Linked DNA regions of Mus musculus: all the other regions are linked to region 7. The links are chromatin contacts, called in public HiCAR-type, HiChIP or PLAC-seq and promoter capture Hi-C maps. All regions are on one chromosome and are shown on one strand. Each heading gives the region's core, a stretch centred on a gene start, on an enhancer-like site or on the middle of the called end of the contact. The rest is flanking DNA. Distances are from core to core; before and after follow the strand shown. Region 1 holds the start of Gsta4 (glutathione S-transferase, alpha 4). Region 2 holds the start of Prtg (protogenin). Region 3 holds the start of Fbxo9 (f-box protein 9). Region 4 holds the start of Ddx43 (DEAD box helicase 43). Region 5 holds the start of Dnaaf4 (dynein axonemal assembly factor 4). Region 6 holds the start of C920006O11Rik (RIKEN cDNA C920006O11 gene). Region 7 holds the start of 4933433G15Rik (RIKEN cDNA 4933433G15 gene).

The links. Promoter capture Hi-C pulls out the DNA fragments that hold promoters and counts their contacts. HiCAR-type assays count read pairs that join an accessible place to other places. HiChIP or PLAC-seq counts read pairs in DNA pulled down with a chosen protein or histone mark.
Region 1: a contact with region 7 is called in a promoter capture Hi-C map of stem cell-derived epiblast-like cells, with 5 times the contacts expected there. The contact joins the promoter of Gsta4 here to the promoter of 4933433G15Rik in region 7. A contact is called at or near these places in 5 of 39 promoter capture datasets (cranial neural crest, hippocampal neurons, liver and 2 more) and 1 of 115 datasets of contacts at active chromatin or transcription factors (embryonic stem cells).
Region 2: an H3K4me3 HiChIP or PLAC-seq map of stem cell-derived neural progenitor cells shows a contact between it and region 7, with 7 times the contacts expected there. The contact joins the promoter of Prtg here to the promoter of 4933433G15Rik in region 7. A contact is called at or near these places in 1 of 39 promoter capture datasets (embryonic stem cells) and 1 of 115 datasets of contacts at active chromatin or transcription factors (stem cell-derived neural progenitor cells).
Region 3: a HiCAR-type map of astrocytes shows a contact between it and region 7, with 7 times the contacts expected there. The contact joins the promoter of Fbxo9 here to the promoter of 4933433G15Rik in region 7. A contact is called at or near these places in 3 of 39 promoter capture datasets (embryonic stem cells, erythroid cells and pre-B cells), 4 of 115 datasets of contacts at active chromatin or transcription factors (astrocytes, embryonic stem cells, stem cell-derived neural progenitor cells and 1 more) and 1 of 9 other capture datasets (adipose tissue).
Region 4: a contact with region 7 is called in a promoter capture Hi-C map of embryonic stem cells, with 5 times the contacts expected there. The contact joins the promoter of Ddx43 here to the promoter of 4933433G15Rik in region 7. A contact is called at or near these places in 4 of 39 promoter capture datasets (cranial neural crest, embryonic stem cells, liver and 1 more).
Region 5: a contact with region 7 is called in a promoter capture Hi-C map of pre-B cells, with 2.1 times the contacts expected there. The contact joins the promoter of Dnaaf4 here to the promoter of 4933433G15Rik in region 7. A contact is called at or near these places in 1 of 39 promoter capture datasets (pre-B cells) and 2 of 115 datasets of contacts at active chromatin or transcription factors (embryonic stem cells and stem cell-derived neural progenitor cells).
Region 6: a HiCAR-type map of astrocytes shows a contact between it and region 7, with 6 times the contacts expected there. The contact joins the promoter of C920006O11Rik here to the promoter of 4933433G15Rik in region 7. A contact is called at or near these places in 4 of 39 promoter capture datasets (cranial neural crest, frontonasal cranial neural crest, hippocampal neurons and 1 more), 1 of 484 Hi-C or Micro-C datasets (CD4 T cells) and 1 of 115 datasets of contacts at active chromatin or transcription factors (astrocytes).

The regions. Positions count from the first base shown.
Region 1 is chr9:78,190,056-78,194,002 of GRCm38.p6, reverse strand. Gsta4 (glutathione S-transferase, alpha 4) reads right to left here and starts at 2,037. Exons shown (of 7, transcript NM_010357.3): 1 at 1,939-2,037.
Region 2 is chr9:72,804,958-72,808,583 of GRCm38.p6, reverse strand. It overlaps Prtg (protogenin), which reads right to left and starts at 1,310. Exons shown (of 20, transcript NM_175485.4): 1 at 1,052-1,310. The coding sequence starts at 1,127.
Region 3 is chr9:78,106,195-78,110,018 of GRCm38.p6, reverse strand. It overlaps Fbxo9 (f-box protein 9), which reads left to right and starts at 1,363. Exons shown (of 13, transcript NM_023605.2): 1 at 1,363-1,728. The coding sequence starts at 1,726. It also overlaps a transcript of Cilk1 not described here.
Region 4 is chr9:78,393,918-78,397,356 of GRCm38.p6, reverse strand. Ddx43 (DEAD box helicase 43) reads right to left here and starts at 1,580. Exons shown (of 17, transcript NM_001191044.1): 1 at 1,231-1,580. The coding sequence starts at 1,477.
Region 5 is chr9:72,956,548-72,960,214 of GRCm38.p6, reverse strand. It overlaps Dnaaf4 (dynein axonemal assembly factor 4), which reads right to left and starts at 1,430. Exons shown (of 9, transcript NM_026314.3): 1 at 1,218-1,430. The coding sequence starts at 1,340.
Region 6 is chr9:78,174,208-78,177,942 of GRCm38.p6, reverse strand. It overlaps C920006O11Rik (RIKEN cDNA C920006O11 gene), which reads right to left and starts at 2,029. Exons shown (of 4, transcript NR_040401.1): 1 at 1,908-2,029; 2 at 1,201-1,372; 3 at 850-944; 4 at 1-118. It overlaps Rn7sk (RNA, 7SK, nuclear), which reads left to right and starts at 2,310; the gene lies at 2,310-2,641.
Region 7 is chr9:75,408,668-75,412,319 of GRCm38.p6, reverse strand. It overlaps 4933433G15Rik (RIKEN cDNA 4933433G15 gene), which reads right to left and starts at 2,136. Exons shown (of 4, transcript NR_040719.1): 1 at 1,554-2,136; 2 at 456-612. It overlaps Mapk6 (mitogen-activated protein kinase 6), which reads left to right and starts at 2,304. Exons shown (of 6, transcript NM_015806.5): 1 at 2,304-2,457.

The sequences.
Region 1 (3,947 bases), core at 788-3,287, 2.8 Mb before region 7:
AAGAGAGATTCATGGTACCAGATACTTATGTAGCAGAGGATGGCCTTATCTGATATCAAAGGGAGGCCCTCTGTCCTGTGGACATTTGATGCCCCAGCTCAGGGGGGTGCTAGAACAGTCGGGGGGCGGGGGTAGGTGAATGGGTGGAGGAGCACCCTCATAAAGGCAAAGGGGAGGGGGCAGAGGGGGGTGGGATGGCAGGGTTGTGGAGGGGTAACCGGGAAGGGGAATATCATTTGAACTGTAAACAAATAAAATCATTTTTTAAAAAAAAGTCTTATGTATTTACTTTGTTGTGCCCAGATTGTAAAAACCCCAAAGAGACCATCAGGAATCACAACCTGCTATAATTGCATGAGGGTCTTTATTCAAGCTCGAGCTTGGGCCACCAACCTTCCTGATGAAACAGGAAAGAGAGTGAACCCCCAGGTCTAAGTGAAGGGGGTTTATAAAGGAAAAAACTGCAGGCCGGGTTTCCAAGCCTTGGCATTCCATGAGAGGGTAAAGGAATTCTGCTCTTCAAACCTGATATCAGGTTTGTTCTGACAGCGGGGCGGAACGTGCAGCTGGAAAGGAACCTTTCCGACCTGGGAAAAGTACCTTGTGCTATAGGAAGCTGGTGTAGTTTTACAACTGGCCACAGCTGTCTGGGAACACTTAATTGTCTCTTTTTCATAGTCTAAGAGTGGGCTGTTATCATTTCAAGGGTATTGGGTTCTGTTTCCTTCGAGGGCAGGAGCCATCTGCACCTGAGAAAAGTTGGTTGTTAATCAAAAGGGGGTATGAGTCTCAGGGGAGGCTACGGGATGCTGCTTTCTTGTTCCCAAGGCTGGCATTTGCGCTCCCGAGTACGTACACACACACACACACACACACACACACACACACACACACACACACACACACACACACACACACACACACACACACACACACACACACACACACGAGCATCGTCACAGGGAGGGAGTGCTAACTGCTCTGACTCCACACAGGGCCAGGAGAGTGTAGGATTTGATGTGCAGGTTTCTCAGGTCTCTTCAACTTTTGAAGTTATAATGTGTGAGGGTGTTTTGGTGTGCCCAGTCATACTTAAGCTGTGCACAGACAACGCACGCGTGTCCATTGGATAGATGTCCATTTGCTATTTTCTTCAGAATCATGAGAGACTAGAAGTTAGACAGACAGGGAGAGGGGCCATGGATATGTAAGAAACCTGATGAACTTCCAAGATGGCTGGCTTCTTCTATACCCTCCAGGCTGAGACAAAAGCCTGGCCCCTTAAAACCAGGGCCTTGCAGGCTTTTACCTCCCAGCAGCAGGCCACTGCTGAGGGACTAACTCAACACCTTCTAGGCCATCTGGATTAGGGCTGGTTTACACGAGAGTCACAGGCCAGAGAAACTTCTTTTCTTTAAAGTGATTACCCTATATTGGGGGGGGGGGGTCTTCAGAGACTAAACAAACAAACAAACAAACAAATCCAGCCCTCGAGAAGAGATCGGGGATTTTTAGATTTTGTGGCTTCAGTGTTGCAGATCTTTTCTCTGTGTGTCTGCTGCATGTGGGTGGTTGCTTGCCTCCAGCAAGCCCCCTTCTTCAGCTGCTGAGTCTCTGCTCCTGTCTGCAGGGTTTGAGATTTCTTCACTGCTATCTGTTGCAGTTGAAATTCCTCCTGCCTTTTAATTACTTAAATGGCAGAGAAAACGAACCCTACCAAGACCTTTAGACCATACCAACCGCTCATCTACTAGGCAGAAAAAATTTGTGCCTTTTATTTGGCCTAAACAAGCTTTGAGATAGTGAACAGCAAATAAATCACAAAGTTAAAACAATTGCGGATTATAAACTGTAGCTTTAGCAAAATTATGTAACTACTCAGTGCAAGAGGAGTACACACACACACACGCACGCACACACATGTACGCACTCACTCACCTTATTCTTGTGGGATTGTTGTCTCCAGGCACTGGAAAGAAGCGGTTCTGCGAGCGAAAGTTCACCGTCCTGCAGGTCGTTTTGGAAGCTCCGCCCACCAGCCATTGAACATTTAAGAAATGTACACGCCCCCTAGGCACGTTGGTTAACGCTTTGTTTCCCGGGGAGAAGAACAGGTTTGCTCTAAAAGTTTTCGCTGACTCATTACTGAGTACACTCTTTGGGGGTGCTGACGCGAGGACTCCGATTCCTGTGCTGGAAGTGTTTACATTCTCTACGGGGGAACCCAGTAATATAAGCAGTTCAGATAAATGCACTGTATTCAAAATAACTATAACATCAACCTATTGAAAGGTTAGAGCTTGCAGATTTGTGAATTCATTGTATTCATTGCCAACAAAAGTACAGTAGAGAGGAATCAGCGACTGGGAGCATCGTGCTGTGGTCCATTCTTGTGATGCTAAAATAGACACTCAAGACTTTATTTTTGAAAACAAATTAGAGACGTACAGTTCTGGAGGTTGGGCAAGCCAAAATTGAGGGGCTTTCTTTCACTTGCTGAGGATGGGGTAAAATAAAAGAAAAAAAAAAGTGTGCCCTCCCTTGACGAGAGAGAAAGCGGCAAGCTCGTGCATTCACCTTAGGGGTGGACTCCCGATGAATGGGAAACTTTGCCCCCTCCCTCTCTTTCTCCTTAAAGAATTTTTTCCCCTTTCATTTTACCCTGTAGAATGGGGCAGATGGTTAAAAAGGCATGACCGCCATTCCTGGAACAGTCATAGGCAGCCCATCAAGAACCGTTTGTAGTTAAGGTTACAGGTGGGGCATAGCTCTGCCTTTGAGAAACAGAGGTACAGTCATGAACAGGAATAAACCTAGTTTGTCTTTACTGTAGGACGGCTTTGAAGCCTAAAACTGAGGCAAGCTAGTTCTTCAGTACCTAACCCGCTCCTCAGTGACATTAATTCACTCGTGACAGCGGAGCCCTCATCCACCTTATCACCTCTTTAAAAGTGCTGCCCCTCAAACCAGTTGCCCCAATGCAAAATGGCTTACGTTTCTGTAACAGGCTGGCAAAAATACATTTGAAAAGAGACACTTTGTGTCTCTCAGTCCGACTATCAGACTACGGAAACAATGGACCTCAAAGAAAAGGGACACTCCCCAGGAATCCAGTCAGAGGGGGATCTTGTCTCCTGGGAAACATTCCTTTGGCACAGTTTCTAAGAGTTAGTCAGAACGTCTTACAAGATGAGACTGAAGCACAGAAAAGCAGTGAGCACACGTGACCACTGCCTAGACCAGGACCGCTTAGATGTGCGTGCCTGAGGCTCTCTGGTTAAACTCTGAACTCACTTCAGTACCTGGAAGATGGACTTGAGGTGGGGAAGATGGGTGTGTCCCTGGATGCCTGGATCCCTGTTCTTTTTCCATATTGACTAAGTTTCCTTTTTCTGCTCTCTGCCCCCACCCCCACCCCCGGCCCCCCAAGACAGGCTTTCTCTGGTCTAGCCCGGCAGCCCTGGAATTTGCTCCCTAGACTAGGTTGGCCTCAAACTTACAGAGGTCTGCCTGCCTTTGCTGGGATTAAATCAAATTTAATTGTAGATCAATCATCTTAACTCTTAAAGGTGAGAGCAGGTTTTGATTTGGTTGTGGCAAAGAATCTTGGTAGGATGATGAGGCTCGAAAGAGTCCGGGAACTTAAGAAAGGCTCATGAAGCTACTCTTTGAGGTTAAATTAGTAAGACAGTTATGGAAGAGAGGCTGCCTTTGTGCAGCTGACTTCAAGCTGTCCAATAAGCTCTGGGATATAGCTCTCATTACCCATGCTGAGGTGGACTTCTCAGAGACGCAGCTTCCCTAATGTCTCCCATACTCCAGGAAGTGATCCCTCAGTCACGCTCTGTAAGTAACCATGGTAAACTAAGTGGTTTAGCAAGATAAATGGGCTTCTAAATAAGTTCTCCTTTGTCTGTCACAGATGCCCTATCTTGGGTGAATAGACA
Region 2 (3,626 bases), core at 61-2,560, 2.6 Mb after region 7:
TTGGTGGGAGTTGTTTTTTTTTTTTTTTTTTTTTTTTTTAAACATTTCTTCTGGTCAGTTCGAGGCCCTGGTTACAAATACTCAGTAATGATTTATCTGTTTCTGATCAAGATAGATCCTGAAAACCTCAGAGTCTGGGGCTCCAGACTTCCCCTAAGGTCTGCCTTGGGCAGCTACCCCAACAGCCCTGCAGCGTGCACCACTCCGGAAGACGCCCATTGTGTTTCTGAGCCGCATCCCACTTTGATCCTTTCTCTTGCTAACTGAAACTAACTCCTCCAGGGGGGGAAAAAAAAGATACGAAAGAAAAAAAAAAGAAAGAAAAGAAGAGAAGGAGGAGGGGAAAGAAGGGGAGAAGGAGAAGGAGGAAGAGACCAGTGAGGGTAACTTATAAATGAATAACTCAAGCCCCTCTCGTCAAAGACCCTCCTTTCCCTAATATTCACTTTACATTTTCCTGTCCTTGAAGAAACCAAGACTGCAGAAAGGGAAATAAATAAATTTATGCAAGTTTGTGCAAGGTTAATCTAGAGATTTCAGGGACCTCTAGCTGGGAACCCAAAGACCTACATACAGAAAGTAAGTTCTATTCAGACACCTTTCTCCTTGCCTCTCTTGGGGCATAAATGGGCCATACAACTTTCTCTTTGCAATTTCATCCTCCCATCTTCTTGCTCAGTTTGGAGCTTCGAAAACGTGGGGCGCCCCGCTTGGCCACCGAGACCTGGAGGAACCCCACTGCAAACCCTGGAAACGGCGCGCAACCGCGGCGCCCCCCTGCGTGGAGAGGCTGCCACTCAGGAAACAATATAAATAAAACCACGTGCGGCCGCGGCCGGGGAGGCAGCGCGGAGCCCCCAGCTGGCCGCAGCTCGGACAATGGCATGAACTGGGCTAGTGGTCAGCGGATCCAGGGAGACTCGGCCTCGGCCTCGGAGCGCTCCGAGAGCGCATCCGGAGAGAACCCTGGCCAGCCCCACCACCCGGGGCATCCCTGCCCGTCCCCCTCCCCGCGCACGGTCGCGCACACTCGCATGGGAAGCGCGCCCACCTGGAACCGAGCCGAGCGGCGGCAGTAGCAGCAACAGCAGCAGGGGCAGCATCCCCGGGCGCACGGGAGGCGCCATTCAGCGGGGCTGCGCGGGCATGCTCCCGGGCTGTTCGCCCGCGCCCGCTGCTCCCGCTGCTCTCCTGGACCCGCAGCTCCTGCTGCAACCCGCTGCTCCGGCGTGGGAAGGCGACGCGCCGCTTGCAGGCGCACGGAGCCCCGCGAGTGCGCCAGGCCGCGGGGACCACGCGCGCCGCGTCCAGCCGGGGGCGGAGGGAGGCTGTAGAGGGCGGCGCAGTGGACAGCCTGGCCGGCCGGGGACTACTTTCTACATCTGGCCCCTGGGCCCCGCACGGCGAGGTCGGCGCTGCTGGCGGAGGGACACGCTGAGATCGCCTGGGCGACCCCGGGGACAGGGGGAGGGCCCCGCTGGACAATGCACCTGGGGGTCAAGCCCCCGCCCCTCGGCCTGCGCGCCACGGCCGGCCACCGGGCCACAAAGGCCAATCCTCCTGGCCGCGGCCAGCCCCCCGGGGCCCTTCTCCCTCCTGCGGGCCAGTTGAAGATTCTGCACGGAGGAGGGGGTTGGGGTGGAGGGATGGTGTTGAGAGATGTGGAAAGGCCGGAGACTTCTCCCCTGATGGCCCCTGCCCATCCCCCTGCCTTGCTCACCAGCCCAGGCCCTGTTCAGGGAAACCCAGTTCCCACTTCTGAGGCTTGTCAGCGCCCCCGGAGGCATCCTATGGCGACAACCCCCACCCCCCAACTACCACCCACATTTGGAGACTGTTCTTATCTTCTCTGGTCTCATCAGATCCAGCCCTGGCTTCAAAATCATCTTAGAGAGCCCTAAAATTAGCAGTTACTTTGGGGGGCGGGGGACGTTTTAACACTGCTTCAAGCTAATTAAGTTTTTAATGTGAGAACTAAACTCAGAAAGTAGAGAGAGTAGAAGTGAGACCAGGGGCTATCCAGGGCTTGCTGTGCGAGGCCAGACTTTGGGGGTTACCTGCTTAAAAGTTAGGCTGATGAAAGAAGACACCAACGATGGGAATTTGTTCACAGCTCTTGAAATTAATTAAGGATAACCCAGAGGAGTCGATACGTACATTTAAAGAGGGCGGGCTAACGGGGGGAGGGGGGGGTACCGTATGGAGCCTACAGAGCTTTTACACGTGGATTAGCGTTTGCTAATCCCGATCTAAATCTTTGGCACATGACGAGGGCACAGGCTAAAAGCTAACTTTAATTAAAGCCGCTGACGGAAATCTAGCTTTTGTCACTAACTGCCTTTAGCAAGTTCCAGGAATCCTCCTGATTGCATGCGGGGAGGAGGGTGGGAGTGAGAGAGGGGAGAGTGGTTTTGGAAAGCCTTTAGGACTCCCGCACTTACTCTAAAATGTACTTAAAGAAAAGTCAGTCTACTTTACAATTTCATTTTAACCCCGTGTAAAATAACAGTTGCGTCCGAATTTGTCTTATAATTTAGATGAGTTTGGACAATTTCTAAACCTCAGAATATAAATTCGAATAGAAAGAAAAATGACATATGGAACTATTGCCTTTTAAATTACATTTTTGTTTGGGTTGTTTTGAAACGGGGTCTCATTTGCAGTCCAGACAAACATGGGCCTCACTCCTATGCTGTCCAGACTGGCTGGCATAGGTTTGAGCCAGCATTCCCAGACTGGCTAGATTTTTCTCTATTATGATTATTTTCTTCTCCCTCTGGGCTTCTTAGTCCCAACAGACCCCAAGTGTTTCTGTTTCCTGGATAAGATGTGTTAATAAGATGTTCTTATTCAGTTACAGCCAGGGGTCTTTAATGACTTGGGACTTGGTGCTGCTTTGAGGAACAGTATTTGCATTGAAACAAAATGAAGAAAGATGATGTTCCTTAAACACCATGCTGAACCAAGTTGACCGTGTATTTACTGCACTACACTGGACAGGAAGAGACTTCCTCTGACCATGTATAACATTTGTGGTCTGCTCAAAAGTTTTCATATGTACTCCTTGGCCTCCCATGATGAACCTGTGAGGTTAATAGAGAAGTTGGGAGCAAAGAGTTTATTTTATCTCACAGCCAACAATCCATCACTGAGGGAAGTCAGAGCAGGAACCTGGAGGCAGGAAGGAGAGATCATTGAGGAGTACCATTTCCTGGCTGGTCAGAGAGAATGTGTGTGTGTGTGTGTGTGTGTGTGTGTGTGTGTGTGTGTGTGTGTGTGTGAGTGTGTGTGTATGTGTGAGTGTGTGTGCATGCGAGTGTGTGTGAGTGTGAGAGTGTGTGTGAGTGTGTGTGTGTGAGTGTGTGTGTGTGTGTGTGTGGTTTGTTTGTTTAATACAGCATCCAGGACCACCAAACCCACAAGTAGCACCGCCCACAGAGACACTGCATCAATCCTTAGTCAAGAGCATGAACCACAGGCTTGCCCACATTCAAGTATGACGGGAACATTTATCCAATTAAGTTTCCCTCTCCCAAATGACTCTAGCTTGTGCCAAGTTGACATACTAACCAGCACAGACTTTCTTATTAGTAATATCTCCTATTTAATTTGAAGAAATAGAGTTA
Region 3 (3,824 bases), core at 114-2,613, 2.7 Mb before region 7:
TCTGCCTGAATCTCATGGTGGCTTCTAGGGAATGACACCCTAGATTCTGGAAGAAAAATGACATTGTCTTAAATTGATTTCACCTTCCTAGGGGTAATCCCATGGGCCAAGTCCCTGACCTATATCCCACTAGATTAGTCTATAAGGGAGGAGCCAAGGACAGTCTCCACCTAGAGGTGGATTCCATTATTTACAAAATCTGCCGAGAATAGGTGACAGTGCTCAGCCCTAAATGGGACATATCTATATCCACTCCCCAGCCCCCAGCTCCGGGAACATTAAAGAAGATGGGGTGGAGAGAATGTAAGAGCCCGGGGACAGGAAAGAGTGTTCCGAGATGCTGTCTTTTGGATATGTCACGACAGGTGTATTCATCAGCCTACTGAAATTATGATAATTTCTACAAAATCAGGCCCAAAAGATAAGGCAATATTCCAGCATTAACTGGACTCAGTGGAATACAAACTAACTAAATAGACAACATACACAGGATTTGCAATTTCTTACTGTAATCAAGTTGCACCCCTCCCCTTTTACCTCCATGTCTTTGCCGAAGACGTACTTCATTTCTGAGCTCCAGAATAAAGTAGCACAATAAAATTTTAAGTTCTGTGAAGTCGGGTGAATGTAGCGTCCTGGCTGTTAGGTTCTAACACTTACAGAAACTCAATAAATGTTGTCTAAATGTCTGTCAGAGGCCAGGAAGCCCGTAAGTTTTGCTAGCATATGCCTGTAGGTGAAAAAGTTCTAAAATGTGCAATCCAAGTGCCTTCTATTGACGTGGAATCGGATGTTTGGACTGTAAGAAGTGGCACCGGGTTGGGGGTGGGTGGGTGTAAGTTCCGGCTCAACGTGGAACATTTGACTACAAATCCCAGCGTCCCTTGTAGTGTCCACTCCTTCAGGAGTCGGGTTTCAGGCCTTGAAAAGGGCCGTCCTTCCCCCGTTGTATTGTGGGATCTGTAGTTCGACGTGACTTGCGTTGGCTGTTACCACTCTCCGGCTGCACACATGAGCGTACGTTTTCTTCGGTTCAGAGTCTGTGGGGTTCAATGATTGTTGAGTTTTCGCTCTCTTTTCTCATTCTGACAGGGCACCCAGTGTCCAGGGCGCCTAAAGTACTGTCCCCTAATGTCCAATTAGGATCGACTCAGGGGGCTCTACTCCAAATTCAGGTTCAAACATTTTGAGCTAACGTCTGCTCCTTCCTGCCTGGGTGTTCTCAGCATCAAACAGGCGGGCTGAGTGAGGCGGGCCAGCTTAGCTCCACCGACGGCTGCACACAGTAGGCCCATCACCCTAGCTCGCGACGGGTGGCTGGTAGCCAAGCAGGCGGCGGCGACGGCGACGACGGCATTGCGCATGCGCGGCGCGGCGGCGCAGTTTCCGCAGCAGAGCAGGCAGCTCCGCCGCTGCGTCCAGACGTCTCCTGCTGGGCCGACGCTCAGCTCTTCGCTCGGTGCTCGGCCTCCGCTGGCGACCGGCGACCCCTCCGCAGCTCGAGTCCCCGGCCGCCGCAGCGCGCCTGCCTCCGGCCCCCTGTCCCGCGAAAATGGCTGCCGTACGCCGGGCCCGCAGTTATTGCCGCTGCCTGGTGCGCTTCTCCGACCGAGAACTCTGCTAAGCCGCGCTGCAGCAGACGGGCAGGAGTAGACACCGGGCAGCCGCCACCCCTCCGGGAGCCGGGCGCGGGAAGCCCCTCGACTGGGCCGGCCGCCGGCCAGCATGGTAACCGAGGAGGGAGGGCAGCAAGGGCCGGGTGGTGAGGGCAGGGTTTGACGGATAGCCGAGGAAAGGCCCGCTTCGGTCACTCCAGACTGTCCGAGCTGGGAGTCGGGTCTCAGGTGACCTGTCCTGGCTTCTGCACAAGGGAGGTGGCCCTGGCAAGCGGTGACACTTGTTGATCGCTTCTGTTCTGGCAGCCCGGCCCATAGATGATTTCGGGAGCTCCACGTTTGGGACGCACGCCCTCGAGGTGTCAGTGGCCCTGGTAGGATATTCGCAGGCAGTGCTGGCAAACTGGACTTGGAGGGATTCTTGCCAAGTTTCTTGATAGCGAGGGCCTAAGCCGCTTCTCTGCTGTGCGGACGGAGAGACTGCGCCAAGCTCCATGTGTGACAGCTCCGGTCTCACGGGACTGTTGCATGGAGTATGTAGGCTCTGCAGTGACTTAAGAAACTAGTTTCCGGCTAGGGCTGGATGATTTAAGAATGAAAGATACCAGACTGACTGGGAGAACACTCAAGTGGCTTTTTTTTTTTTTTTAACATGAATTGGCTGCAACGGTTTATTTTATGAAACTAGTCTGGTGCACAGAAAACACACTAATTGATTCTTCTTCTAAACTTTCAAAAGTAGTCCTCAAACCACGATTAAGCCCTTAACCTTCTTTATGTTCAGTTAATCTCATCTGCGAAGAAACTAACCCACTAAACTATACCATGATGCTTGAGTAATTTTCAACTATGAAAATACTGATGATTAACTAAGCTCCTGCTTATTTCAAGTGGGATTAAAATCGACTAAATGTAGTAAAATTCCAGTTCCTACTGTCAAAATCAAGGTTAACAATGGATTCTGTTCTGAGATAGGCATTCTGTATTCAACTAGTTATTTTTGAGCCTCCGACTAGCCTGGCATGGTGTGGGGTTTGGTGCAGTACCAGATCTTCAATATTAGCAAACCTATTAACTGTGATCTGTGATAAACTTTTAATCACATCTGAAAAGATGACCCAGAATTCAGAATCACTAATTCTCTTTACAGATCTCTCTCTCTCTCCCTCCCTCTCTCCCTCTCCTTAAATTAATGTTTTAAAGTGTGTGCTAGATTTATGTTAACTTGACACAGACTAGAGTCATCTGAGAGGAAGGCACGCCTCACCTGAGAAAGTGTCTCCGAAAGATCAGGCTGCAGTCAAGCCTGCAGGGCATTTTCTTAATTAGTGATTGATGGGGAGGGCCCAGCCCTTTGTGGGTGGTACCATCCCTTGGCAGGCCGGTCCTGGGATCTATGAGAAAGTTGGCTGAGCAAGCCATGCAGGAACAAGTCAGTAAGCAGCACACCTCCATGGCCTCTGCATCAGCTCCTGCATCCACCATTGTGTCCTGTTTGAGTTCCTGCCCTGATTTCCTCAGTGATGAGTAGTGATGTGGGAATGTAAGCCAAGTAAACCATTTCTTCCCCAAGTTGCTTTCGGTCATGGTGTTTCATCACAGCAGTAGTGACCCTAACTGAGACACCATGCCGTGTATGTGCAGGTGCCCACAGAGGCCAGAAAGAGAATTCCAGTGTGCTGCTGGACACGAATGCTGGGAACCAAACTCAGGTCCCCTGGAAGACTATCCAGCCCTCAACTGCTGAACCATCTCTCCAGCTCACAGATGTCTCTCCAAAGAAAGAGATCCCAGTATAGTGCTCACACTCAAATTCCTCCTAGCACATGAGAGTCTGAGGCAGGAAAATCACTGCAAATTCAAGGCCAGCCTGGTCTACATATCGAGTTTCAGTCCAGCCTAGGCTATACACAATGAGACCCTGTTTCAACTAACAAAAACTAATGATGCTGGTTTTTTTTTTTTTTTTTTTACCCAAAATCATGTGGTGCTTTTGGTCCTAAACGTACCAGCTGTGACAAAGATGTGCTCTCTGCCTTCGATACACTCTTTCTACTGAGGGAGACAAGTGATTTCAATAAGAATGTATTTGTAAGGTGACAGAAAACAGTTGGAAAATGCTGCTGACTGAATGTTGAAGTAGATGCAGCTAAGCAAGGAAGAAGGCAATCCAGGCCCAGAAGAGCAAGCAGCACACTGAGTAGCACT
Region 4 (3,439 bases), core at 331-2,830, 3.0 Mb before region 7:
ATTTGAGGACATTATGTCCACAGTAAGTCAATCACAAAACACTGTAAGTTCCTTGATTCTACTTGAGGATCTGAAGTAAATAACTCCAGCAGCAGCAGAGAGCGGTGATGTGGAGGCACAAGACCAAGGAGAAACGAGGAGCTGAGAGGCGGTATAGTTCTAATCACGGAAGAGCTGGGACACAATCTCCCATTACCACTAACACTGCGCTCGTTATATATGCTTACTTCTTAACTATAGAAGTAAGGTGGGGCTGAGTAGCAGATTAGGGGTAAAGATAGGCTTAACTCTTATGAAGCTCTGGGTTCAATCCTGAGTTCAAAGAAAGAAAAAGAGAGGGAAGAAGGAAGTGGGGTGGGAGAAGATGAACAGTAGAGGAAAAAATAAAGATTGTCATATTTTAACACACACTGGAATAAACCATCTAGGTTGCAAGGCTAGGGATGTAGCTCAGGATGCACCTAATTATTTGGGATGCACTGGGTTCAATACCCAGAATAAGAAACAAACAAACAAACAAACACAGTAGCATGCACAACCAACGAGTCGTGTGTATTCCAATGCCTAGACTTCACTGCTTCTTGCAGCGGGTCTAATATCTGTCGCAAACCTATTGGTTCTCTGGTGAGCTTCCCGTTCAAATACTGGGCTTCTTGTTCAGATTGGGAGGGGTGGGGAGGGCGGGGGAGCTTGGACCCTGCAAACGGAATCTTTGTCTATTCTAGTAACCAGCCTTAAAACATACGATTAAATGCCACAAAGCAGGCTTTTAGAACTAAATATATTCACTTCACGGACCCCAACCCACCCCCCAAAAAGCCCTATAACTGAAACTAAGAATTGAAGCCAACTGAGGGAAACATCTCCATCACTGTAAAATGCATCTCAGAAAAGTTGAAAATTGCGCATCTAAGACTCCCGCGTACTGCTCTCCGCAGTTACATTCACCTCAAGTTAAACCTCCTGGCAGAGACGAAGCTGCGGCTCTGACCTGACACTAAAGCACACTAGGTGTGAAAACGACCTAGAGGGTGATGGCTGCACCTCCGCACTGAGCTGCTGGCCCCTGCGGGAAACCGGAAAGACCTTTACCGCGGATGCCGCGCGAGTCTTCCAGGAGGTTCTCTCCCACACACGCCCCGGCCCGCCATAGAACTGCGCCCCCGCGCTGCTGGAGCCCCGACGCCGCCGCCCCGTCATGCAGCGAGCCTGGGCGCCGCCGGCGCTCACCTATCACCGCGCCCACCACATCGTTCTTCACCCCGAAGCAGAGCGGCGGTTCGCGGCGGCCGGCGGCCGTAGCCTCGGCGGCCCCGGCGGGCTCTCTCCAGCCGCCGCCCGCACCCCTGCTACCGACCCGGCCTCTCCGGTTCGTCTCCTCCGTCGCTGTCCGGTCGGCGCCCCGGGACCCGGTCGAGCTTCGCCGGGGAGCAACGCCCGAGGAGGAAGCGTTGGCTGCGGGTTCCCGCCTAGACATGGCTCTGAGGAGAGCCGCGCGTCGCACGTCGTTCCAGACTCAGCTGCACAGGCCGCGGCGTCGGAAAAACTCCGCTGCCGCCCGCGAGCTCGCCCGCCAGTCCTCTGCGCGCTCATTGGCCGCCGCGCTTCGGGGGCGGGGCCTGGCTGGCCTGACCAATCGGCGCTTGCAACCGAGCGGCCACCTGGACCCCTATTTGCCCGGCTAGTGTCTGGCTGGGAACATCAGCTTGAGGACAGTGCGTCTCCGTGCCACGGAAACGATCCCAACCGTGCCTCGAAATTCAGGTTCATGACGGGCTAATGTACAGGCTTGAGATCTGGGGCAGGAGGGTCTGCGTGACAATTACTTTCAGGCTCTATCTTAAAATAACTCGATGAAAGCGCTTGCCTAAGCGCAGGATACCCTATCTACACTCCCCAATACCTAAAGTTAAAAAAAAAAAAAAATAGCACTGCCTGAAGCACACCCAGCTTTGCAAGGATTTTGGAGCTGGACACAGTCCTCCAGGCCTGGCCTAAGCTCCAGCATCCTTTGCTGGGATTGGGATCCTCGAATTGTCAGACTAGATCACAGGTCAACCATCCATCAAACAGAGGACACGCAGAATCTTAGCATTGAATGTCTTGTAGGAGACACTGAGGAAAAACTGGAAGGTTGGGTCCATCCTGGGTTAAATAAATTACATCAAATTATATTATATAATACTATGTATACTAATATCTTTGAAGATAGCCTTAATTCTCCTGCCTGGGAGTGGGCACTCAAGTGCTGGGCTTATAGATGAATTTCATGACACACAGATGTAGCAACAGTATCTCTTGATACAATACTCTCTGGGGGAATGTGAATAAAACACCAAACTATCAAAGCATCTTGGACTTACACAGAAACATCGAGCAAAATAAAAAATAAGCCAATCACAAAACATGTCTTGACTGTGCTTGAGGATTTAAAGTAATCCAAACAGCATAGAATGGGGGTGTGGACACGGGGGAGCCAGGAGAAGCCAGAAGTAGAGCAAATCTTAAATGTCCATGCAGACTCTGATCCTGAAGTGGGTGGATAACCGCCTTCAGAAGTGACTGCTGGTTTTGATGTGCTAACGTCGCTGGGTGTTTGTTGGGCCCGGCTGTTCATGAGAGGTTTTGTTTAGCAGCTTTCTTGCAATGCCTTTGTCTGGTATTAGCATTTGGGTAATGAACCTTTTCCAGAAACTAGAAGCAGAAAGAATTATATTCTACCTCCTCTGAGAAGGTCAGACTTTCCCGCCACAGATACTGAGCTGTTTTGGGAACTGGATTTTAAGCAATGACCTCTTAGTTTAGTCTCTTCTACTATAACCGATGTACTGCTCTGGAGAAATGATAGGGGTGCTGTCCACCGTCATGAGGGGAAAGCTGCTGGGTAAATTGGAAATCGTGACGACTCCTAGGAGGGAGAGGAGAAGAGAGGGAGAAAGTGGGGTAACAGCAAGCTTCCTGCTTTTCTGTACTTTTCACAAAACAAAACAAATGCATTTTCTCTTCCAGATCTGTATCACTAAACCTTTTTTTGGAAAAGGAATTAAGAATCACCCTGTACTAGTTCAATCCATGACGCGGTGGGTTTTTACTAAGCAAGGAGAGAGTCGGACTGAGAGGTTTTGGGTCATCCACCTCCTACTTTCTCCCTCCAGATAGTGCAAAGGATGAAGACTAAAAAAAGTGGGGGGAGGGAACCACTCAACTTTAACCTACAGAGCCTTGGAAGACGGTTTCTTTTCTCAGGTGGAAAGTTTACACTCACGTCTACTTTGCTCGGGTGTTCTCAGAGGGGTTACCTCTGGATGGAAGGTCTTAGTGAAGTGTACAGAGACATGTGCACGCGCGCACACACACACACACACACACACAAATAAACACACAAATACACATACAGGCGCGTGTGTGTCACCAGTGCCTCCTTTACTTTTTTTGCCTT
Region 5 (3,667 bases), core at 181-2,680, 2.5 Mb after region 7:
TTCCTGGTGTGGTGTCCCAGGCCTGTTATCCGGGCACTCAGGAGGTAGAAGCAGGGTGCTCAGACATCCCAGGCCATTCTCAGCTACGAAGTGAGGGAGCCAGTTTGAAGCCAGCCCTCCCCTTCTCCATCCCGGTGTGTGTGTGTGTGTGTGTGTAAAATGTTTCTCAAAACCCCACTGAATTTATTCCAGGCAGCATAATTTAGCAAAGCATATGAGGACGCAATAGATGAAAGCAAATCTGGAACCTGAATATGTCTAGATGACACCACACTGACAACAGATTTGTTTTTGTTGTTGGTTTGGTTTTTTTGTTTTTTTTTTTTAGATATTTTTGTTTGGTTGGTTGGTTGGATGGTTGGTTTTGTTTTGCTTTGTTTTTTGGTTTCTCGAGACAGGGTTTCTCTGTGTAGCCCTGGCTGTCCTGGAACTCACTCTGTAGACCAGGCTGGCCTCGAACTCAGAAATACGCCTGCCTCTGCCTCCCAAGTGCTGGGATTAAAGGTGAGCACCACCACTGCCCAGCTGTTGTTTTAATGACAACGTTGTGCGCATGTGTGTGGGTCTGAGTGCCATGGCACGCAGGAGGAGGTCAGAGAATTGTGAGAAATTGGTTTTCTCCTTTCTGGGGACGGAACTGCAGCTGTCAGGCTTGGTGGTAGTGCATTAACTCATTGGCCCATCTCAGCAGCTTTAGACTTGTTTATCAACTTTAAGTTGAGGTTTAGCCAGGGATGGGAGAGCATCCCATTAATCCCAACACTTGGAAGTCTGAGGCAGGAGGATTGCCAGTGTGGGCTACAGAATAAGACACCCTCCACCCTGCTCACACCCCTGTAGCTATTGGGGCTGGAGAGATGGTTCAGTGGTTAAGAGCACTTATTCTTCCATCCTGCGTGGCTCACAACCATCTGTAACTCTAGTTCTAGGAGATCTGACCCCCCTCTTCTGGCCTTCGCAGGCATTTGCACACACCTGATGCACACTCATGAATGCACGCATTCATACATTTAATATATACATAGTTACTAGAGATGTAGCTCAGTGGCTTGGCATACACAGGATGCTGGGTTTGATCCTTAGCATAACAAAAATAAATTAATTAAGGGTAAAAAATGTAAATTAAAAATTAACTTTAAAAAAGTAAAGCCATGGACACTCTACAAGACAGCTCCTGCTCCCGGGGCGCACAGCAACTGCATCTCCGCCCCGCCCACCTTCAGGTAACTTTCCCCACAGAATACGTCAGCATCGCGCACGCAGACGCCCCGCAAAGGCAGCGACAGGAAGATCGTGGCCGGCGTCTGCTGCCAGCTGAACTCGCTCACTCGCACTGGCATGGCGGGACCAGGGACTGCACAGCCACTTTACGTCGCTAGGAAGCCGATCGGGTTGCTAGGGAAGCGGGGATTGCGGGGTTGCCATCACTTCCGGCCCTTAGGGTCCTTCCGGGTCAGGGGTCCAGTAGGACCCTCGGTCTCCCACTATGTTGGGTATTGCAGTTGTCGGTAGTCCTACTTGAGTCTGGAGTATCTGTGTCCCCGCTGCCTCTGAGAGAATGAGGACGAAGTAGAGCAGAACACGGAAACGAGAGGGCTCGGGGACAGGAGACTGCCGTGCGCAGGCACTGCTTCCCAGAGGATCCGAGTTCGAGGCTCAGCACCCGTGCTCGGCGTCTCTCAAGCGCCAGGAGCTCCAATCTGATACCCTCTTCTGGCTTCCGAGGGCACCGCACTCACACGCAGGCACAACTTAATTACATACAAATAGTTTAAAGTGACTTTTTGCTAAAGGAGAAGAGAAGCTGTGGTGTGGCTCCCTGGGAGAGGCTGGGTTGTATTCCCAGCTCTGGAAAGGAAAAAGCTTGGAGCTTTAGGATGCAGAGGGATATGGGTCGGCAGAGCTGGAATGTGTACATTGTGACAGCAAGGCACATTTAGAGTCAGGACGTTTGGTTTGCTCTGACCATTTGCTGTGTGGTAGCCTGTAATCTCACGACTTGAGCAGAGCCCTCAGTTGGAGACCCACCCTGATAAACACAAATATTCTGTCTCAAAATACAAAGCAACGTTTGATGTTCAGGGGCTGACGCCGTCACCCATCCTAGGAGCACTGGTGTGTACATTCCCTTAACCCTGGGAAGGGACCTAAACTTCAATTTTTGAGACCCAAAAGCCTCACAATAAACTTTGCTGCAATTCCATAGTAGGATCTATTGGATTTAAACTGATCCATTTCCCAGTAGCTTACACTGGACTTCAATAATACACACCGAACTTCAGCTGCCAAGAAACTTGAAGGCCGTGTAGTTCAGCCCAACGTCTTTAGTGCCATGTGCATTGTTAGCAGAAAAATGACTGAGATCTTTCATTTATTCTAAATGCTCCTTCTACACTACTTCCTTAGGCCCAGTTTCTACATTACGCGAGTCTGATGTGAATGATAAATGTAATTAAGTACTAGAGAAGTTATTTGCACATAGAATGCTGCATTTTAAACTAGAAAAAAAAAGTTTGGAGAGCATTTAGGGAAATGTTTAAACTCCAGCATAATTTATTGCAGAAAGTTTAGGATCAGTAGAGTTGGTGTTAGTATCTCTCCCTTCCTGATCCTGACCTGTTTTGTCAGCAGATCATTATCTCAAACTTCTGCTCCTTTGTCAGTCCTTCTGAGCAGAGAACCTAACATCCTGCTGATTTGTTTCACTTTCATCCTGCTTTTTGCCATTTCCCTCTTTTTATTCTATTCTTGTTCCTAGCATGTTGTCTCAAGCTCTTGTGTCTTTTCTGGCTTCTACAGGCACTGTATACACACACAGACACACACACACACACATACACACATGCACATACTTAAAAATAAAAAATTGGGGCTGGTGAGATGGCTCAGTGAATAAGAGCACCGACTGCTCTTCCAAAGGTCCTGAGTTCAAATCCCAGCAAACACATGGTGGCTCACAACCATCTGTAATGAGATCTGGCGCCCTCTTCTGGTGTGTCTGAAGACAGCTACAGTGTACTTACATATAATAAATAAATAAATCTTTAAAAATAAAGATAAAAAAGAAGTCAGGCAGTGTGCCAACACACCTTTAGTCCCAGTGCTTGGGAGGCAGAGGCAGGCATCTATTTCTGAGTTCGAGGCCAGCCTGGTCTACAGAGCAAGTTCCATGACAGGCAAGGCTGCACAGAGAAATCCTATCTTGGAAAACCAAATAAATTATAAAATACTAAAGGACTTGATGGGCTGAGGAGGTAGCTCAGGTGGTAGAGAGCTTGCTTAGCATGCTCAAAGCCCTGGGTTTAATCCCAGCATCACACAAACCAGGTAGGTGTAGCTGTGTGTGCTGAAATCCTAGAACTTGCAAAGTGGAAACAGGAAGACCAGAAGTTCAAAGCTAACTTCTACTACATACTAAATTTGAGGCCAGCCTGGGCTGCATGAGACCTTGTCTGAAATAAAATACAGCAGAACTATCCGGCAGTAGTGGTTCATGCCTTTAGTTCCAGCACTCAGGAAGCAAAGGCAGGCAGATCTCTGAGTTCAAGGCCAGCCTGGTCTATAGAGGGAGTTCCAGGATAGGCAGGGTTACAAAGAGAAACCCTGTCTCAAAAAAAAAAAAATCAAAAACAAATAAAAGCAGAACTGATGTTTATCAAAAAGCATA
Region 6 (3,735 bases), core at 780-3,279, 2.8 Mb before region 7:
TGTGGGGCAGTGGGCATGGGGAATAAAGGGGTCGGAGAGAACCCAGGTCCTGTCAGAGTCCCAGTGCTCCTTAACCATTGTTTTCCAAGGAGGTCATTTGGATATCCTGTTCCTCCTGCTGTGACATTGAGAAAAGCAAAGAAACACCTGTTAAAACAACAACAACAACAACAACCAACCAACCAACCAAACCACAAATAAACCAACACAAACAGTTCCCCCAATCACAAGGTAGAAATCGGGCATATCCAAGGCATAGGACTTTCTGTGAGATAAGGGACTAGACTCAAGAGCCAAGGACAAGGTGGGGGAGGCGGGAATTATTCCCAGAGAATCCTCATTGATGGTCTCAATAATTACGTCAAGGGGTTGAAACAAGGAAAAGGCTGAGAAACCATCCTAGCCTTGGGGAAACTGAGGAAACATGACTAGATACACTGTGGGATACTGGATTGGTAAGAGGACTTTAGTAGAAACACTGAAATCATAATTAAGTCTGCTGCCCATTTACTTGCACACCAGTAACACTTTTCTTCTCAGTTTATCATGGTTATGTAAGGCGTTAGCACCCGGGAGGACTGAGGGCTCTGAGGTTCAACTTTACAACATTTTTATAAATCTCAAGTTATTCATAGTGTAAAGTCTACAGACCTTGTTTAGAGCAGCACCGAGACACATTAGTAAAAACTCCGCATGAGACAGACTGCTTTGAGGATAAAGCCTTGCAGATTTTTTGGTGGGTGTGATAACCTTTACCCGTTGGAAATAAATACCAAATCGTGGCACTCCCATATGAAACTATGTTAGGAGGAAAGACTCCCACAAACCAAGAGGAGGCAGGAGACATACCAAGCACACCCTAAAGCTGCACACATCCGGGTAAGGGCTGCACACAGAGTTATGCAATGTTTTGTTTGCTTGTATCTGAAAATCTCCACAGGAAGCTGAAGAATAGAACAAAAGCAAAACTTGCACTCGCAGGCCAGGAAACAAGGCTTCCAACCGTGCAACGCAGGTACAGAAAATTCACCTAGAGGGTGTATAATCAATAAAACTGACAAAATTTACATTACTTCCCTTTGTCCTTATTACCTGTTATCCCTCGTAGAAACCAAGGGTAACTTAAAAGGGGTAATGAATCCCGTTAATTACATCTTAGTTCAAAGAAAAGTCCCTAACAGGAAGGATCTTATGGCTGACCCGGACCAGTAGTGATGCGAAGAGAAGGCGTATTGTCTGGCTAATTTGTGAAAATACGGTGGGCTGGGTACAGCTCCAGCGGCAGCTAATGCCCGTCTCACGAACTCCATGCGACCTCTACTGTTAGGACAGTGGAGCTTGTGCCTCGACGTCACGATGGCTTTCGGCCTTTCTGGAAAACAAACGAACCAAACTAAACCAAAAACCAAACAACAAACCGAACAAACAAAAAACCCGAACGCAGTACAGAGCGGTAAAGCAAAGTCCTATCTTCATCCCAATTTTCTGGACATAACTGAATGTTCAGGATTTGGGAGGAGTGTTTTATTATTGTTGTTGCGTTTTCCCTCGCGCATTAAAAAGATGCCACCATTTTAACACGTGAAAGAAAGGACAGAACCCTTAGCCTTGGTTTTCAGTGTGTCACTTTCACATTCCGATTCAGGGAAGCTGGGGGGCATTCGTTGTAAAGGTATTAGCCTAGCAGTGCACATTATAAAGTTCTTGGACTTTGAGAAACTCAGGATTTTCCAAATTTAGCTACAAAGGGCACGGGAAGCCAACGGAGGGCCGGGTGCATCACACTGTTCTAGGAATTAGCTTTTTACTCGCTTCGGTGTGTCACTTCGGCCACAGAGGGAGACAGACGATTACGGCCCACGGAAGGCCGCGTGAGTCTCGTGAAGCTGGAGATGCGCTGGGTCTACCTTTCGCCGTCCGCTCCGCCTTGGCAGAGGCGCCGACACGCACCGAAGGCAGAGAACCCATCTCGTATGGGACCGCACCGGACACGGGCGCCTGGGCCAGGAGCAGAGCCGGGCCGTAGAATAGACATGGCCGTCGGGGGCGGGGCTTCGGAAGGTTTAACCAATCCAAACTGTTGTATTTTGCATAGCCCCAAAGCATTTTGGTTAACAGTAAAAACATCCTAAATTTAAGTATTTTAATTTAAACTTAGAACGAAGCGAGTATAAAAAGGATTATTTAACCCTAAAACGGATTCAGGATTTGTTATAATATCAAGTACAGTCGGCTACATAAGGTCACCACATGTGTAAAGTTACAAAATTCTATGGCCTTATATACCTACCAAGAGCCTGCTTACTCTCGGATGTGAGGGCGATCTGGCTGCGACATCTGTCACCCCATTGATCGCCAGGGTTGATTCGGCTGATCTGGCTGGCTAGGCGGGTGTCCCCTTCCTCCCTCACCGCTCCATGTGCGTCCCTCCCGAAGCTGCGCGCTCGGTCGAAGAGGACGACCTTCCCCGAATAGAGGAGGACCGGTCTTCGGTCAAGGGTATACGAGTAGCTGCGCTCCCCTGCTAGAACCTCCAAACAAGCTCTCAAGGTCCATTGTAGGAGAACGTAGGGTAGTCAAGCTTCCAAGACTCCAGACACATCCAAATGAGGCGCTGCATGTGGCAGTCTGCCTTTCTTTTGTAGTTCCTGCAATTTAATTTTCGTTTAAAACTTTATTTTATTCTTTAACTTAAAAAAAATATATATTTTTATTTTTTTAATTGGGTATTTATTTCATTTACATTTCCAATGCTATCCTATCCCAAAAGTCCCCCACACGCTTTCCCACCCACTCCCACTTCTTGGCCCTGTCATTCCCCTGTACTGAGGCATATAAAGTTTGCACGACCAAAGGGCCTCTCTTTCCACTGATGGCCGACTATGCAGCTAGAGACAGGAAAAAAATTTTTTTTTAATTAAAAATTTTTTAAATCTTTAAAAATTCTGTTATGTTAATAGATGTAAATAGAGATGTAAATATGTTTAAAAGGTGTGTGTGTGAGAGAGAGAGAGAGAATATGAGTTCAGGTGAAGGTTCCAAGCAGTCGTAACAAAGATTCTGTCTGGGAACAGTTCTACCCCACCTCTCTCTTTCTTCCTTCCTTCCTTCCTTCCTTCCTTCCTTCCTTCCTTCCTTCTTCCTTCCTCTCTCTCTCTCTCTCTCTCTCTCTTGTTTTAAACATTTATTTAGTTACTTGTTTGTTTGTTTCAGGTTTCCTCTGTGTGGCCCTAGCTGTTCAGGGACTTTCTCTGTAGACCAGGGTAGCATTGAATTTAGAGATCTGCCTGCCTCCCAAACTCTGGAAATAAGAGCATGAGCCTATTTACCAGTCCCTGCTTAAATTTATTTATTTAAAAAAATGTTATTAGGACAAATGCTATTACACTCGAAAAGGCAAACACCCAGGACAGGTAGGCTGTAACTTTAAGCTGCTGAAGGAGGAAAATGGAGAAGGTAATGAGCAAAGTCATCCCATTTAGTCTAGCACGGATAAGTGGCTTCATGGTGGGAGAGGGAACTTTAGAGAAAGAGTAAGAAGACCCAAAATGCTGGGGAAGCCCAAGCATTATGGAAGCATGCTTAGATTAGAAAAGAGAGAAGAAATCACACTTTTCTGTATAATTTAGAAAAGCAGGCAGATTGGTGACCCTGTAGACTGACATTCTGAAAATGAAAAGACAATGTCTCATTGTAAGGCTAATTGTTCTGCCTCATTAGCATGAATTACAGTAA
Region 7 (3,652 bases), core at 887-3,386:
TGTTTTTCTGGGTAATGAAATTTGTTGGTCATGACCCACACAAATGATTGGCCTACTCATTAAATAATTGTCATATACAGCTTCAAAAACGACTTGGAGAAGCTGGGTGTGGAGCATTGGGGAGACTGAGGCAGGATGAGCGTGAACTTGAGGCCAGTTGGGGCTGCACAGACAGACGTCTTTCAAAACAACCCCCTTCCAAATAAACCAAATGTTAGGGGAAGTGGCCTCCACTCATGTTTATGCTCATACAATAGGATTAAAAATCTAGCCTAGCTGTATTACCATGAACAAAATTCAGCTGTGCATACAAACATGACCTTTTTCTTCCTAAAAATTCCTTGGCAATTTCATACACGTATATAATGAAATGTGGTCATTCGCACTCCCTGCTGCTGTCTCTCATTTTTTGCTTGATTGCTTGCCTGCTTTGGAACCCCAAGGGCTGACCTCACCTCAAGATTCTCCTGTCTCAGCCTGCAGAATGCTGGGATGACAAGCGTTCACTACCACACTTGGTTTATACGCATGACCGACTTCAAGAAATTCTCATCCAGGAAGATGAATTTGCAAATACCTTATCGCGCTTTCAGGCAGGGACTTCCTCAAAGCCTATTTTTGGAAAGAACACATAAGTGACTAAACTCATCAGGGTAAACTCGCCTTCCACCCCCCCTCCCCCCACCCCCCGCCCCCAGCAAGATTCTGGGCTTATCCAACATTAAATTCTCCTAGACTTCTTTCAAAACTCTTCCCTTTCCCATCCTAAACTGTCACACCACTCAGTCCCAGTCAAGACCCCTTGATGAAAGGCCTATCATAAACCAAATCTCCAAAATTTTGTACCTAGCTCACCCTGACCTCTCTTTTAAGATTCCACAAACACTTAACATCGTGGACTCCTTTGACTCCTATAAAGCAATATGGCTGGCTTTAATGGAAGTCAGCAGAGATGCATTATAAACTTTCTGAGAGAAAGCATACGGCTTGCTATTTATGCTCACCACCACCACCACCCCGGGGGGTCCAGCCATTAGAGGAAGATGGAGGTCCCAGAGTCCATCAGGAGGAACTAGAGGGAGGACAGAGTGGGTCGGTGGAGCAGAACTTCACAGTGCCGGCTGCACTCAACAGCTGTAAATCTCGCTTTCTGTAGGCATTACTGCTCTTCTCCTGGTATTCAGATGGTATTGCTTTAAATATAATAGAGCTGGGCTCAGCTGCCTAAGCCTATAATCCAAGCTCTGGGGAAGCTAAGGCAGGGAGATTAGGTGTGCTAGGGCAGGCTGAGTTATAGAGAGATGCTGTCTCACAAAGCATATATTTTAATGTATCTCTGTATTAGGAAACATTGAAGCTCCTCTCAAGCTCTTAACTTCAAGTGACTGTGTCATCTCTGAAAGGGGTTTGCTGCTTACAGTGGATCATGGACTGCAGTGGCCATATTTTCTTTAGGATGGTCAATTACCACTGATAGAAAGGGCTAACCGAACCTCTCATTTTTCTTTTTTGTGAGGCGGGGTCTCAGTAGTCTGGGCTGGCTTTGAACTCACTATGCAGCCAAGGATTAACTGTATCTTCTAATCCTTCTGGTCTCCAAGACAGGGATCACAGGGGTACAACAACAAGCTCTCCCAGCCTTTTGAGACAGGGTCTATTATATAGCATAGGCTGTCCTGGCACTACATAGACTAGTTAACTCATGTGCCACTACTCCCAGGCAAACCCTGTGCTTTTTATATCTAAGTTCCTAAATACTTAAATTTCATCTAAGCACTGGAAGGGCAGCTATCTACCTTTCTCAGCACGCCTATGTCAAACTCTGGCTGGTCTCAGCGATCTCAACAAGCCAGCCACCCTGCTGACTGAGCTTTTGCTCAGTTTTCCCAGGACCCCTCACTCATTCACCTCCCTGGTTACCGCGGATGCTTCTAGAAGCAGCCAACGGACCCCGGGGACCGATCCCAGGGGCCTTCCCAACACCACCCTGAGCTTATCTGCTCAACAATCTGGCCTAGCATATTCGCCTTCGCCCACTTCCTCCCGACAGCACGGGACCCAGCAGCCGTTCAGACGCTCGCCCTGTCGGGTCACTTGGTACGACACTCTGGGCGGTGGTTCAGCTGAGGCCGGGGTGTACCCGCCAGCAGGCCGCGTGCAGCTCCGACCGCCCCCGCGGCGCGCGCAGTCACGGGCGTTGGAAATTCCGGCGCGTGCGGCTCCCCGGCTGGCGGGGGCGGGGCCGCCGTGGAGTGAGCCTGTGACGTGAGGGGGCGTGCCTCTGCGAGGCCCCGCCTTCTCTCCGCGCCCTCTCTGGCGGGTCGGGGTTACATGGCGGCGACTGCGGCAAAGCGAGAGCCTCGGAAACGCCGCTGCCGCCAGCACAGCCGGAGACCTGAGCCGACCTTGAGGGCTGTCCGCGGGCCCTGCACTCTGTCGATGAGTCGGAGAAGTCCCGTGAGTGTGTATGTGTGTGTGGCCGGGTGCGGGCCGGCGCGGGAGGGAGCGGCAGAGGGCCCGGCGGCGGCGCCGGCTCCCGCGTCCATTGTGTGTGACCCTCCGGGCGGCCGCCGCTCAACAAAGACGCTTTTGTTCCGTGTGCCCGCTCAGCCCGGGCGGCGCGGCCGGCTGCGAGGGCCAGGTCCCCGCGTGGGGCTGGCGGCGCGGCCGGCGCGCCCCTCCCACCCGGCACGCCCCTCGCCGGGCAGCCGGCCGCAGGCATAGCTGGCGGGCCCCCGCCGCCTGCACCGGGCTGCGCTTCGCGGGTTCGAGTCCCCGCCGCCCGCGCCCGGTTCCGCGGGTTCGAGTCCCCGCCAACGCGCAGGCGAGGGCGGTGGTCCAGGAGCGCTTGAGGCGGTGGAGGCTTGCCTTCCTGGCTCGCTGCCTCCCTCAAGCTCTCCTGTCTCCTCCCCTCCCCAGCCTGCCCGGGTGACTCGGCCTCAGCTGACTCCGGCCGGGCAAAGTCTCCGGCACGTTGCGTAGCGCTCTGCTCCTGCCCCTAAGTCCGCCCAAGTTTGTGCCTGGCGGTCCACGAGGTGCCGGGGACCGGCCTGAGACAGGGCTCCTGACACCTTTCCGGACGTTAAGGTGTGATCCGGAAAAACACCCTGATGAAAACGTACGTTACCGGTTACAGGCCTCCTCACTTGGAGCTTGTTATGATCGGACTTGGGAGTTGTGAGGAGTGGAGGGCTTTCGGCCGCCTTTTGTTCCTGCCTGGCTTTGGCTCTCCGGCTCAGGTGCCTTGGGGAAGCTGCGTGCAGCAAGCTCCTTTAGATCGCTTTCGTGTTTTACCTTTCTTTGACTTGAAAGTAGGAAAGATGGAGCGCAGGGACTTGGTAAAGGGGAGTTAGGTCTCTTTACAGTATCTAAACAGTTCGTGTTCGTTGCTAAGAGTCCGGAGGCAGTATTAACTTTTTATGGATACAGATAGATGATTGTCAGAGGGGGAAATAAAAACGTTCTCAGGCCATCAAACGAAGAGCAGCTAGCTTCAGAATAAATTGTTGATTATTCTAGCGTTTTTATTTTGGTAAAATTCTGGGTTTTGACGTTCTGTCTCTTTAACGTTGGAGAACTGCGTTGGAAAGAATTTGAGAAGAATGTGGGGTCTAACCAGGGTCCAGTCCTCAAAGGGATTTTGTTGGTTGCA